Linked DNA regions of Mus musculus: regions 1, 3, 4 and 5 are each linked to region 2. The links are chromatin contacts, called in public Hi-C, HiChIP or PLAC-seq and Micro-C maps. All regions are on one chromosome and are shown on one strand. Each heading gives the region's core, a stretch centred on a gene start, on an enhancer-like site or on the middle of the called end of the contact. The rest is flanking DNA. Distances are from core to core; before and after follow the strand shown.

Region 1 (2,774 bases), core at 81-2,580, 720 kb after region 2:
TAAAATATAAGGTATGGTTTAGACATTGTTTTCTGATTAACAATATGATAAAAAGGGCTTAGGCATAATCACATCAAAATTAGTTTGCTGTTATCAGAGATTTGATTTCTGAAGTGAGCACGCATGTAATTCTAAAGGTTTTCTTGATAATCAGGAATCATAAGTACGCAGTGTTCATAGTATACATGCATGGAAAACACATTTGATCTTGTAGTGATGTAAGCAACGTTTGCTGCTGTAAGCTCGTCTTTAGATCTTATGTTATTATTGACCTATTATTTCTGTGTGAAATATTTTCAGTCATAAGAATGCAAGCATAAACTGTTCCTATTGAATTAAAACTTTTTATTTAAATTCAAACTTTAAAAGGTGAAAAGGAGTTTTTGATTCTATTGTAATGCAAAGGGTCACTTTTTCAATCTTAATTGGTACATAAATTTAACCTGGTTCTTGACTTCAAATTTTAAGTAGACATGGGATTCGAACTAATTATATGAAATAATTGATTTAGGGCTTGAATGTTGAGACAAGAATGTTTCTTGGTGTGCTGTTTAAATTTTATCAACTGTTCTCTGCGCATCACAGGAAGAAGGCTCCAGGGCTTTCAGAGCAGAATGGCAAGGGAGGCCAGAAGAGTGAGCGCAAACGTGTCCCCAAGTCTGTGGTGCAACCCGGGGAAGGGACCGCGGATGAACGGGAGAGGAAGGAGAGGCGGGAAACCCGCAGGCTGGAGAAAGGGCGCTCTCAGGACTACCCGGACCGGCTCGAGAAACGCGAGGATGGCAGGGTGGCTGAAGACGAAAAGCAGAGGAAGGAGGAGGAGTATCAGACTAGGTACCGCAGCGACCCGAACCTGGCTCGCTACCCGGTGAAGGCGCCGCTGGAGGAACAGCAGATGCGCATGCACGCCCGGGTGTCCCGAGCGAGGCACGAGCGGCGCCACAGCGACGTGGCGCTCCCGCACACCGAGGCTGCCGCCGCTGTGTCAGCCGAGACCACGGCGGGCAAGCGCGCGCAGACCACCGCCAGGGTCTCTCCCCCGGAGTCCCCGCGCGCACGCGCGCCCGCTGCCCAGCCTCCCGCGGAGCACGGGCCGCCGCCGCCGCGGCCAGCCCCGGGTCCGGCAGAGCCGCCCGAACCGCGCGTCCCCGAGCCGCTCCGTAAGCAGGGCCGCCTGGACCCCGGCTCGGCTGTGCTCCTGCGCAAGGCCAAGCGCGAGAAAGCGGAAAGCATGCTGCGGAACGACTCGCTGAGCTCCGATCAGTCCGAGTCGGTGCGGCCATCCCCGCCCAAGCCACACCGGCCCAAGCGGGGAGGCAAGAGGCGTCAGATGTCGGTGAGCAGCTCCGAGGAGGAGGGCGTGTCCACGCCGGAGTACACGAGCTGCGAGGACGTGGAGCTGGAGAGCGAGAGCGTGAGCGAGAAAGGTGAGCGCGGCTCGGAGGTGGAGATGCGCGCCCAGTGCCTGCCTGCCGGGAGATGCTGGGCTGGGGGACCGCTGTGCCAGGCGCACCTGCGCGGGAGTGATGTTCCCGGACGTTTGCAGCAGAGATGCTGCGCTCCGAGGTCCCTGCGTACCAGACGCACAGGCGCCTCCATCCCCCTTCAGGCATGCCTGTGAGCCGCACTTAGAGGCGCGTGGCCTCCGGTGGACACAAGTCTACTGGCTTTTGAGGTCCACGTGCTGAGGTCAGAGATGCAGGTGAAGATGTTTGTGTTCCAAGATTAGAGGTGAACTCGGGTAGGAATGCAGACTGTGGAAGGTTGTACTTTTTTGTTTGTTTGTTTGTTTATTTATTTATTTATTTTTAATGTATTTAACAAACCGCCACTGCCAGCTCCAGTTTTGAGTGAGAAGTTTCTTACTGATTTTGCTTCCTGTCTGTCATTCAGGGAACTGAGAGGTGCAATCTTAACGTTTTGAAGTTACTATTTTGGTGTGCATTTGTCGGGGAATAACTTGTTTTCTAGAAAACTCAACTGTGCATGTAAATGAGTTGTTTATACCATAGACAACTATATATAAAGAACTTCTTTGTACATATTCAATTTCTAAAGGCACAGTTTTCGATTTAAAAATTGATCCTTCTTGAAATTTGTGAATATATTCTAAATGATATTATTTGAGTTATTACATGATATTATGTTTTGCATAGTAATTTTGAGGTATGAAATTCACATTCCAAAGTAACTGAGACAGTATGATAGGCGTTTCCCTCTAAGTCAGTATTTTTCAGTCTTATAGTCATGTATAACTATTTAGGCTTAAATTAACTGAAGTTAAATAAATTTAACCATTCACTTCCTTAATCTCACCAACTATAATTCAAATGTTCAAAAAGTATTAAAAAGTGCTGGTCTAGGAAATGCTTCAGTTTAAAATTATAATCACACAAATCTCTTGGCGGCTGGTATTCGCATTGTAATGCTGTTCATTCAGATAAAGCTGACTACAGTTCTAACTTTGGTGGTAACTAACTTCCTTCTGATAGTATTGGGTTTTCTGTGAGTTTAGCAATGTGTTTGTATTTGGGTAGGGCTATTCTTTCAGGTTTCACCCTCCCATAATTTATAACTTCTAGACAGTACTATATTACAGACTAAATATAGTATATTTTATTTAAAAATTAATCTTGCTTTCTCATACTCTTGATACAGATTGCACCTGTGCCCTCTGCATTCCTGGCCTCCTAGTGTCCACACAGTGTGCAGCTCTACACAGGAATAGTTAACAAATCTCTTTTCTATCATTAGTGTTCTTGTTCTTGCAAAAA
Region 2 (2,700 bases), core at 32-2,531:
GCATGGTAATAATTCTTTTTAAGAATGGGTGGAGTGGACTTTTTATTATTTTTATCTGGGCACTGGATATTTTTTGTGAGCAAATATATGCTGAATATCTAACTTACAAACTTGCATTGTTTATAAGCTTCTAAGCTCCATGGTGGGGAGAAAATAGCCAGCGGAGCACCTGCTATAAAAGCGGCACTCTCACAAAGTGAGAAAACTGTGGTACTTGAACATGTACATACAGAGCCAATACATTCTTTATACATTGCCATAACATATATATGCAGTATTTACATGAGTTCTGTTCATAGCAAGGTTTGGTTTTACTTTGATGGAAAAATGTAGGTTATCTGATAACCAAAAGTTAAGATTTCATTATTTTACATATCTCAAATGATAATAGTTCAACGACAGTGTCAGAACAAACTTTGTAATTATTCTTTGAAATTATACACAGCACTAACACATCTCAACAAAGATGATTATGTAAGTGAGCTGACTTGGCGTCAGTGATATGAACACGGTGGCTATTTTCAATCCTTCATTAAAATTAGATCAAGATGTACTAGCATTGCTACCGTGCCTGCCCGCAAGGGAGACTTAACATTACTTTTAAGATTTACTTGGATTACAAATAAAGTTTTCTTCTCCTTCTCTTGTCACCGGAGACCCCTCCCCACCAACACCTCACCCTTCAACAAAACTTTTCAGTAGAAACCAGTGATACAGAAACCAACGCCATAAACACAAACGCCTGCCCTGGTTTATGCTCTCCTTTGCATAATAAATACTTCACGCTTCTCCAAAATGCCTGGAGAAGGGCTTGCTGGGGGCACCTGCCACTTCACCCTCAGGATTGGTTCTGTCCTGGCCCTAGGACTTCAAGGACTTCGAACAGGGTATCTAGACCAGTCTTAAGAATTGCAAATAAAGTAATGGATACCTTATTTTGCACTCTGGAAGGATCGGTGTGTTTAAGCCACCCGACTTAAAAGTTACTTCTGAGAAAGGCTGAAGGGTGAGTCCCGGGTGCATATAAATATATCCCGGCCTACCATTTCACAACTCCCGCACCACAACGAGGCTTGGAGAAAAAAGAAAAGAAAAGAAAAAAAAAAATCTCCATCGGAGACACATTTCAAAGCTACAAGACTCGAGCGGCTGTCGCCTCCGAGATCACCCACGAGGTGATCTAAGCGGTTAAATCATTGGTCCAAGGTCAAGCAGAGCCAGTCGCAAGCAGCGCAGCTCTGCGACCTTCTAACCTCTCCACCCCGCCCCCGCCAGGCCCCGGACAGCCTTCGCCCCCGAGAGGTTCCCACGGATACCGTCCCCGCGTCAGCGGCACGCCAGCGCCTCTCGCCCGACCGCACTTGTATTTGTTCTCCCCGCCCGCTCCAAAAAAAAGTATTAAAGGCTCTCCTCACGCCTCGGGCCGCGCAGGCGCTCGAGCTCGCGGGCCCCGTCCCGAAGCCGGCTCCCCAAAGCCGCGGCCCGGCTCGGCCCAGCCTGAGGAGAAGCCTCAAACTTTTCCCGGCTCGCACGTCGCGGAGTCCGGCCCGCCGCATTGTCTCCGCGGCCTGAGCGCTGCGGGCCCGGGCGAGCCTCCCCGCACCGCCGCCGCGCTCTTTGTGTGTGTGTGTGTATGTGTGTGTGTGTGTGTGTGTGTGTGTGTGTGCGCGCGCGTGTGTGAATGTGTGTGTCTGTGTGTGCGTGTGTGTGGTGGCCGCGGCTGACAGGACAGTGGAGGGCTGGGCGCGCCCGCAGCTCCGTCCCCGCCCGCCAAGGACTGCGGCGAGCTCTTCTTGCCCGGGGCGCTCGCGGGGCACGAGCAGCCAGCCGCGGGCCCGCCGCCCTCACCACCCGCGCCGCCCGCCGCGCTCCCTACCTCCGCAGCCCGCCGCGCAGCCCCGCTCCCGCGCCTCAGCCCGGCTCAGCGGCCCGGCGCGCTCGCTCAAGAACCCGGGGGGAACGCGCCCCGCCCCCTCGGCTGGCGCCGTCCAATGAGCTCAGCCCGTGGGGAGGCGGGGCCGTCCAATCAGATGTCCGGACGCCCGGCAAGTCGGCCAATAGGAAGCGACTCCGGCTACACACCCGCCCTGATCCTCGAAGAGCGAACCGCTCAGAGCCCAGAGGTGGGACCTGATCCTGCCGCCCAGAGCAAGTCCAGTCGGGCCGGGCAGCGTCGCGAGGGAGTAGGCCTGGGCAGGTCTGGAGCCTGACTGCCCTCATTGTAGGCAGGTGACGTGTGCTTGTGAGGTTCAGCAAGATCTCCGCCCTCAAACCCAGACTGCTCTCATGCAAGAGAGCTGCACACATAGGTTGGAACATTATTAATCAACGTTATTAATTTTTAAAGTTAAGTAAGGCGTCTCGCATTAGAAAACGGAATGCATAAGCAGACAGCACTCAAATTGCTTTTTCTGCGGTCTTGGACATCTGTGTTCTTAAAGAATTAGCCAGAGCACCAGGTATCTCAAACCTGCTAGTTTCTGTTCTAATAAAAATCCAGACCATTAGTGGCATATATGATTTTTCTTTTCCTAAAGGAAAATTGCATTTAGGACTTAAAAAGTGAACCTTATTGTTATGTTGCTGTTTTGAGATGGGGCCTTTCTGTGTAATTCAATCTGCTTTAACCCAATATCCTCTTCCCTCAGCCTCCTGAGTGCTGGCATCAAAAGCTCATCACAGTATCCAGTTGAGAATCTT
Region 3 (2,700 bases), core at 118-2,617, 640 kb after region 2:
CCAAATGACAAATGACTTAGCCTGAAGGCAAAGAAGAATTGGAGGAGATACAGCAGAGAAGAATTTCCAACTATTTGGATGAATATCATGTGGACAAAGAATTCAGTTTATTCTAAATGAGCCAAAAGATTAATGCTCTTTATAGCAATGGAAAGCACAAGAACACTAGAACAGATACAAAAACTGCCCATGTGTAATTACTATACGTAATACAATGATGTGTCTTAAAAGATATCCCTGTAACTTTCAGGGAGCCATCTGAAGATCTTAACGAAACTTTCATCAGAACGTTGCTGATGTAAATACATCTCTCTCACTGTAACGTGTATCTTAGAGTAACTTCAAGATGCCGTACACACAGTTTAATAATCACTTAGCATCAGCTATTTGCAGAGTACTGCTTTCAGTCTAACTGAGAAGGATTTAAAGGCGACTAGTAGGGACAAAGGAAGGAAGTTTGTGCACAATATATTAATGGTTAAAACACCAGGGTGGATGGTGTATAAACTCAAATTCCATGGTCATGGTATCTATGGTTGTGCAAAGGTGATTGGGGTTTAATGGAGCTTAAACGAGTGGCTTAAATTTGAATAGGCAGAGATAAGGCTAAGGGTCTTTAAGTAATGAGAGCGGAATGAGCAAGTAGCAGGAGAGCCGACAGACACTAGATATGAATGATGGAGAGGAAAGAAATACTTGCATGAGCAACTCTCATCCATTATTTATGTAGCAGTGAAGGAACATCTACTGTCAGAAGCCACAACTGAAATCAAGGTAAAAGGGGGCTACAGAGATGAAGACCATGGTCCCTGCCCTGAAGGAACTCCTTGTCTAGAAAATCAATGACTACATCCTCATAACAGTACCTCAATTTCTCAGCAATCCCTCATAAAATGAATTACTGGAAATTCCCTGGCCTATCTTCATCCCATTAAAAGGGTTACCAACACTCATTCAACAAATACTGGGCACATGCCTTGTCCTCCCATTGTGTAAAATAGACAGAGCACTCCTACTGATCAGACGAGAAACCAAACACATTTTTGTTGTTGTTGTTGTTATCCTTATTGCTTGTTCCCTTTAAGAAGTGTAAGGCAGTAGTTGCCAATTGAACACTTAAAGAAGGCAGCATGAAGATGGAGATATCTTTTTGGGTATTCAAAAGGGTGTTCAAGAAACCCATGTGTGAAGAAAGCACCACCAAATGCTCTGTGTGCCTCTTTAAACCTGGTCTGCTTTCTAGAATTGCGTTTCCATTTTCGTCAGCCATTCTAGTGTCTGTTTGTTTTGTTCCTGTGTTTTAGCACCTGCATAATTTAGACTGGAAATCTCATCCTTTGTATCCCAGCTCTCGTCACTCTAAATGTCTCTTGTGTGAATCAGTATTGGTTCTTCATACAAATAAAATGCAAATCATATCCTTGCCAGAGCTAAGCACTTCTCTCCACGAAATCAGAACAAATACTTGAAGGTTAAAGCTGAGATTCATTGCTAGCAGAATAAAGAGAAAAACACTGAATGCAACATGAATTTTCTACTGAGATGAATTCAAATTACAAGCCAAAAAAAAAAAACCTCATAGAGATAAAAATATATCTCATACCAAGTGACGGATTTTGAACTGCAAACCACATATCAGACTTAGTTCTCAACCATTTCTTTTTTCCTGTGAAATTTAAAACCAGAGCATCGGATTGCTTCTCACCATTAAAAAATTCCCATATTTAATTTCACCAAGAAAGCATGTTGACTCTGGTGTCCAGATCAAATGGCCCTCTGATAGGAATGTCTTTCCCTGTCAATCACACAGAACCCACTATTGTGCTAGGCAGGAAGTGGCCTTGGTGTATTCAGCTCTGCTTCTTTGCTGCACTTGACTTCTCCAGATGGCACTCCCCTCTCCTCTTAACTCTACAAATCTATGAAGATTTGCTCATGAAGTTGCTTTGACTCATAAAATAAAACACAGGCTCCATATTTTTCTTCAAATAGGGAAGAAAAGGCTCATTTGACTGAACTGTTTTCCAGATCATATCCCATCCTTGGAAGGGGTCAGGACAGGAATTCAGGCAGAGCTGGAACCTTGCTGCTGCAGGAGCTGATGGAGGGGTGCTGCTTACTGGTTGCTCCCCATGGCTTGTTCACCTGCTTTCTTATAGAACCCAGGACCTTGAGCCTAGGGATGGCACCACCCACCATGGGCTGGGCTTTCTTCATTGATCACTAATTGAGAAAATGCCTTACAGCTGGATCTCATAGAGGCCTTTTCTCAGCTGAGGCTCCTTCCACTCTGATAACTCCAGCATGTGTCAAGTTTACACAAAACCAGCCAGTACAATGAAACTGTCCTTTGTGTGTCCAGTAGCTTAAAAATGACTTCATATCATAAATGTTTCAGAACATTCTACCATGAGGTTTATCCTTTTTGACTAGGCATTTAAAATATCCACAGGAAAAGTGAGGGAGGAACCCAGGAAATGAAGGCTTTTTTCCCCCACAAGAATGACAGAAATAAGCAATGATTTTGAAAAACCCACGTTGATTTTTCTTACTGTTTAAAGTTATAATGTCAGTAAAACACATTTGTATAATAATTTATGTTTATTCCTTTTGAGTGTATGACCTGTTTTTTCATTCATTATTTAATAAGTACTTCCAAGGGATGCTAACACCTTGACCTGAGGTTTTGGTATGTAAATG
Region 4 (2,729 bases), core at 206-2,705, 670 kb before region 2:
CAGTGACTGTGTCTTCTGCTCTCTGCCAATGCTTCCCTGCCATGATCCGCTTTTATGTCTTTGGAATCTTAAGCCCAAGAGGGATAGGTAGAGCGTATCACAGAGAATCCTGCTTCCTGCCATTCTTAGCATCTCTCCTACCTCAGGCCAGGGCTATGTTTATTCTACTTACATAAGGCCCACACATAGTATTGCTCATACTTACTACACAGCAAGCCGAATCACTCCAACTGTTTCACTGAGTTCAACCTTAGTAAACCTGATGGGCTATCATCGAGAATGTCTTCCTTTTTAAAACTGTCTTTCCTTGCAGGGAAGAATGTCGTTTACATTGTGTTATGTAGGAACATCTTCTGAAACACACTGTCAGTTTCAGAAGCCTTGTGCTTGGCCTTCTTGCAAAGGACCATCACAGCTGGGCCTGTTGACTATTTATGTTCCACCATAGGGAGGGTATATGGAGACTTATGGAAGGGAACCCCTACCACACTATTCAGTCACTGTTGTATGTGGTTCTGCCCTGCTTGTATCTGGTCTCAGGGAGGGGCTAGAGGATATACCTGGGGGAAGATGGAGGGAGGGAATTCCATGTCAGGTTCCTAAGGACCATCATCCTTGCTATGTGCAGACCTTCCAGTGTGGCTATTCTAAGGTCATCTATGCTCCTATCCATACCCCTTACCAGTTGCTCTTTAAGCCTAATAAGCTCATTGGTTCTCCTGGGTGAACTTTGTTGGAATTATACCTAAGTTTGTCTTTAGGATCTTACGAGAAGGAACAGGCTTAAGTTTCTCCCAGGGAAGGGATCCTAGCAGCACACAATTTCTTAAAGTGACATCCCTTTAATAATTCACTTTTTGATCACTTTCCCTCTTCCTAGGCGGGGTATATTGCCTGGTTTTAACTCTTCCACTTGTAGCATGGCCAAGTGACTTGACTGTTTTGCCTCATTTTCCTGTATATGAGATTATCAATATTGTTGAGGGAGGTAGGGTTTATTACGTTACCTCTCCCCCCCAAACATGTCTATTTTCCTCTAAAACGTAAGACACTTTTAGCCCCATTTCATTCCATCCGCTTCTAGTATACCGTTTCCAAACTCCCGATGCACACACATGGGATGCATCTACCCATTATAACTATATATATATAACTATAATTTGGACATTTCCAGTGCTGTGTACACAAATGCAAAGACTGTGAAAAATGCAAAGACTGTGAAAGTCGCTTCCCGGTAAAAAAAAAAAATTCTTCCACTTTCAGGTCTCTAGAGGCTTCAAGCGACGATCAGGTGTCAAGAGTGGGGAATCTCGCCCCGGGGAGCGTCAGACGCTTCTCTGGAATCACCTTGGGAGTCTCCCGGCACGCGGGCAGCTGGGCGCATGCGCAGCGCCCAGCGCTGCGTCCTCCCGGAAGCGGCGGCTCTTCCCGCCCCGCCCCTCGCCGGCTCGGGCGGAGCGTGCGGCGGGCCCGGCGAGGAGGCGGGACACGTCGGCGCTGGCTCGGCCGCCGCCGCCCCTCCTCCGGTTCCAGCCGCCGCCGCCACCGCCGCTGCCGCCGCTTCCTGGGCCGAGTCCGTCCGCGGCCCCAGCGGCGTCAGGTGCCCTCGCCCGCCCGGCCTCGCCAGCGCCGTCCGCCCGTCCGCTCGCCCGCGTCCGGGCCCGCCGCCCCGCCGCCGACATGGCGACACGCTCCTGTCGGGAGAAGGCTCAGAAGCTGAACGAGCAGCACCAGCTCATCCTGTCCAAACTGCTGAGGGAGGAGGACAACAAGTACTGCGCCGACTGCGAGGCCAAAGGTAGCGCGCGGGCTTGGTGGCCGCTCGGCCGGGGCCTCCTGCGGCTGTGACCTTCCCACCCTCCGCGGCGTCTCGTCCGCGCCGGCTCTCCCGGGAGGGCGGGCGGCCTCTGGCTCTCGGCTAGCACGGAGGTCGCGGCCTCAGCCTCCGGCTCGGAGCCGGCGTCGCGCCGCTGCCACCGCCTTGGGCCGCCGGCTGGGCGGTGCTGATAGGGCTGTGGGAGCCCTCCTGCCTCAGCCTCAGCGACTCCGTGGGTGGAGTCGCCCTTAGGTCCCTGTCCTCTTGGCGACCCTCCCTTCCTCCCACGAGATCGCGTCGTCCTCCCTTTCCCCAGTGGTGCGGTGTCCCAGATGGAGCCCTACCTGCCTGCCCACCTGACAGCTCTTGCACAGGGCGTTTACTTCTGTTTCTGAAAAAGAACAGTGTTTTGGGGTGGTTTGAGATGTCACTGCATAACATAATCGAGATAGGGTTTTCATTATTTGTGTATACTATGTATAACACACACACACACACACACACACACACACACTCACACTCTCTTATTCTGGATGTTATAGTGTCCTAAGGAAAGTGTGTTATGTTCATAAAGAGTTCAGTCGTTAGATTCCCCCAGACGACCCATTGGCGAATTTGTGGACACTGGTCTGTCCACTTCATAAATGTGGAAGGTGCATTTTAAGATACTGAGAAGAAGAAGAAGAAAAAAAAACCCCACTATTTTTAGTTCAGGTGGAGGTTTCTGCTTGAGCCTTTGAAATAGATAAATTATTTTTAGCTGATAGTTTTTGTTTGGAGATGTGGTTTATTTCTAATGTAAGTAATATCATGGAGAGTAATGGAGATTTAAAAATCCTACTTCTATGTAGTTAGGAAAATGTACATTTGATTTTTCTCTGGGAAATAGGTAGTTGCTGGGAGCAGAGACAGC
Region 5 (2,700 bases), core at 42-2,541, 840 kb before region 2:
TCATTTTTATCACAAGCTGTGTTCTGTTCTCCCCATTCATTTTATCTTGAGCTGTGTGAAAGTGTTACAGCTCTGAGGGAAATTTTCAGCTGTTGCTGAAATTCCCAACCTTGCTTGAGTCACACACAGAAGCTTTAACGAGCTATAAAATGTCCTGCTGGTGGCCCAACTTGAGACCCATCCATGGGCAAGCACCAAACCCTGACACTATTATAAGGATACTCTGTAGGCTCCACCCAGGAGATGATTCAAACCGAAGCAGACACCCACAGCCAAATAGTGGATGGAGCGAGGGGCCTCTTATGGAAGAATAGGAGGAAAGATTGCAGTCCTGAAGGGGATAGGAACTCCACAGGAAGACCAACTAACCAGGACCCTTGGGGCTCTCAGAGACTGAACCCCCAACCAAAGAGTATACACGGGCTGGACCTAACCCCACTTCCTCCAGCATGTGTGGCTGATGTGTGGCTTGGTCTTCATGTGGGTCTTCAACAACGGGAGGGGGAGGGGAGCTACTATCCCCAAAGCAGCTCCATTTATGTGGGATATGTTTTATTAGCTGGGCTGCCTTGTCCTGCCTCAGTGGGATAGGAAGTGCCAGCCTCACAGACTCAGAGAAGGGAAGGGGGAGTGGGGGAAGGACTGTGGGAGGGGAGGGGATCTGGAAGGGGGAACCGAGCAGGATGTAAAGTAAATAAATCTTTAAAAAATGTTCTGTTCGGACAGCGGGAAAGAAGAAAATGAAGTTAATCAATGAAAGACTATGGGCTTCCGTTAATGGAATTTAAGACCTGAAAGCTTCTATTTAAGATGTCATCAATCAAGACACTAATAGATCAGCTGCACGCATGGCCACACCATGGATGGCCCCATTAGCGACTGCTGGGGCAGCACCGACCCACTGCCCTGGCAGAGGCGCGAGGGTCGGCTCTAGCCATGGCAGCAAGGAGAGAAGACGTAGATGACTTCGAGAGAAATCTCCTCAGTCTTCAACTGTCCTTTCGCATCTCTTGGGGCCCTTTAACTCTCGACCAGTGGTTCACACTATCCCCCCCCCTACCCCCAGCTCCCACCCCGGCTGGGCTCGCGCTTTTTATTGACGCAAGTCTCCCGTTCTCGCGGGAACTCGGGAGGGGCGAGCCGGGAAGGGAGAACAAATCTTCAAATCTCGGTTGGCGCCGGGGGCCCGCGGCAGCTGAGTCTCCTGGGGGGGCGGGACTTGGAGCCCAAGGGGGCGGGTCCTCGCCTCAGAGAAGGCGGGACGTTGCGGGAGGGGGAGGGGAGAGCCCCAGGGGCGGGGCCGCGGGCCGGGACCTGTTGAACGCAGGTAGCGCTCGGCGGCCCGGTTCCCTTGGGACCGACGCGACTGCGCATGCTCGCCGGCGGCTCTGGGCCGGGAGCCGAGCGCCGGAGACGAGCCGGCTCTTGGCTTTGCGGTGGTTGCGGGTGCTGCGATGGCGATGTGAGCGGGCCCGGGGCGGGATGGTGCGGACCTGGCTAAGGACGCCTACCAGCCGGACGCAGAGCTCCTCCGTCGCACAGGCGCCAGCCGAGGCCGTGCCGGTTGAGAGGTGAGCCCCTCGCTGTCCGCGCGACTCCCGGCCCCGCGACGCGGGCCAGGTCCATCTCCCCCGCGGGGCCGGACAGGAAGTGGCCTCCTCGCCTCGTCTGCCTCTGGCGCCCTGGCCTCAGTCGGAGCCGGGTCCTGGGCCCGCTGAAGGTCGGCGGGGACGCGAGGGGCGCGGCGCGCAGGCGGGTGCCCCCGGCCGGCCCTTGCCACTCGTCGTGCCCGGTGTCCCGCCGGCTCTCCGCCCCACTCCACGGTCGCCGCCTGGTCCTTCGACCCTCATTCGCTTCCACCCGCGCCCGCGCGCCCTTTGGCTCCGGGGGTCCCTCGACGTCGGTCGAGCTCTCCGCTCGGTCCAGCTCGGTCCCTCGACTGTGCATCCCCAGTCGTTAACCTCTTGGCCGTCGCCGATCAGTTTCCTCGCTGTTAGCACTATTTTCTCCTTTGGCACCTCGTTCTAGCTCTTTTGTTAGTTACTGACTTGTGGGAGGGTGGGCTTTTTGGCCTTTTGCGTTTTGTTGTTGCGTTTAAGCATCTCTTTGCTCCAGTGTCGAGCCTTGCCTTCAGAGGCCCTCACTCTCTTAACCTCTTTTGGTCCCCCCGCCTCATTGCTTTCGGTCCAGCCGCTCCTAACCACCGAACCGATTTTAGTTCTTTAATGTTGGTGTTTTGTTTTTTAAGCCATAAAACTCCTTTTTCCTATATGTGTGGATGGAACCTCTTTTTCAGTCCATATGTTTTACTTTTTATTACATCCCCGAAGAGTTGTAACAACCTCTGTTCTCTTCTGCTTTCTACGCAAGCTAGGGCTATGCCTAGTATCCCCACTGAAGCTTCCAGAGCAGTTTCTTCATCTTTCTTCACCAGAAATTCTCTAAAGAATGGCAGCTCACTTGATTGGATCTTGAATTACATGTACCAGTCATGTTATGAGAAACAAACTGGCCATTTATAAAGAGTTAAGATTTGCCAGAGGTCAGTGCTCCAGTAAATAACAGTTGACCAGGAACAAATCTGAAGTGAAATTTAACAAAAATTACTATATAAAATGTATTGATTTGTTGTTTTACGATTACGGTTGGTTACATCATTTTGAGCTTGTTCTATTTAATAAATGCGTACAGTTTTTGCGA

The links. Hi-C and Micro-C count contacts between places; a contact is called where the count stands out from the background. HiChIP or PLAC-seq counts read pairs in DNA pulled down with a chosen protein or histone mark.
Region 1: a contact with region 2 is called in an H3K4me3 HiChIP or PLAC-seq map of forebrain, with 5 times the contacts expected there. The contact joins two enhancer-like sites. A contact is called at or near these places in 2 of 39 promoter capture datasets (cranial neural crest and frontonasal cranial neural crest), 3 of 484 Hi-C or Micro-C datasets (cortical neurons and embryonic stem cells) and 3 of 115 datasets of contacts at active chromatin or transcription factors (SST interneurons, embryonic limb bud and forebrain).
Region 3: a contact with region 2 is called in a Hi-C map of cortical neurons, with 1.7 times the contacts expected there. The contact joins two enhancer-like sites. A contact is called at or near these places in 2 of 39 promoter capture datasets (cranial neural crest and frontonasal cranial neural crest), 1 of 484 Hi-C or Micro-C datasets (cortical neurons) and 8 of 115 datasets of contacts at active chromatin or transcription factors (SST interneurons, astrocytes, cardiomyocytes and 5 more).
Region 4: a Micro-C map of embryonic stem cells shows a contact between it and region 2, with 5 times the contacts expected there. The contact joins the promoter of Smap1 here to the enhancer-like site in region 2. A contact is called at or near these places in 1 of 39 promoter capture datasets (cranial neural crest), 6 of 484 Hi-C or Micro-C datasets (the G1E-ER4 cell line, embryonic stem cells, granulocyte-monocyte progenitors and 2 more), 2 of 115 datasets of contacts at active chromatin or transcription factors (fibro-adipogenic progenitors and memory CD8 T cells) and 1 of 9 other capture datasets (adipose tissue).
Region 5: a contact with region 2 is called in a Micro-C map of embryonic stem cells, with 5 times the contacts expected there. The contact joins the promoter of Fam135a here to the enhancer-like site in region 2. A contact is called at or near these places in 4 of 39 promoter capture datasets (cranial neural crest, frontonasal cranial neural crest, maxillary cranial neural crest and 1 more), 3 of 484 Hi-C or Micro-C datasets (embryonic stem cells and myocytes), 2 of 115 datasets of contacts at active chromatin or transcription factors (astrocytes and stem cell-derived neural progenitor cells) and 1 of 9 other capture datasets (liver).

Annotation. Positions count from the first base shown.
Region 1 is chr1:22,532,052-22,534,825 of GRCm38.p6, reverse strand. Rims1 (regulating synaptic membrane exocytosis 1) reads left to right here. Exons shown (of 35, transcript NM_183018.4): 7 at 586-817; 8 at 1,352-1,427. Among named protein-coding and RNA genes, the nearest start is that of Rims1, 270 kb to the left of the region's middle. Within about 2 kb of position 1,330, at least 102 of the 459 cell types and tissues checked have an H3K27ac peak or open chromatin away from gene starts, as enhancers often do. A contact at or near this core is called in SST interneurons, cortical neurons, embryonic limb bud and 2 more, where this site is marked.
Region 2 is chr1:23,255,497-23,258,196 of GRCm38.p6, reverse strand. No RefSeq gene overlaps it. Among named protein-coding and RNA genes, the nearest start is that of Mir30a, 15 kb to the left of the region's middle. Within about 2 kb of position 1,281, at least 346 of the 459 cell types and tissues checked have an H3K27ac peak or open chromatin away from gene starts, as enhancers often do. A contact at or near this core is called in the G1E-ER4 cell line, SST interneurons, adipose tissue and 10 more, where this site is marked.
Region 3 is chr1:22,614,433-22,617,132 of GRCm38.p6, reverse strand. All of the region lies in intron 3 of Rims1 (regulating synaptic membrane exocytosis 1), which reads left to right. Among named protein-coding and RNA genes, the nearest start is that of Rims1, 190 kb to the left of the region's middle. Within about 2 kb of position 1,367, at least 8 of the 459 cell types and tissues checked have an H3K27ac peak or open chromatin away from gene starts, as enhancers often do. A contact at or near this core is called in SST interneurons and cortical neurons, where this site is marked.
Region 4 is chr1:23,921,107-23,923,835 of GRCm38.p6, reverse strand. It overlaps Smap1 (small ArfGAP 1), which reads left to right and starts at 1,455. Exons shown (of 10, transcript NM_028534.3): 1 at 1,455-1,798. The coding sequence starts at 1,681.
Region 5 is chr1:24,098,932-24,101,631 of GRCm38.p6, reverse strand. It overlaps Fam135a (family with sequence similarity 135, member A), which reads left to right and starts at 1,291. Exons shown (of 21, transcript NM_026604.4): 1 at 1,291-1,571.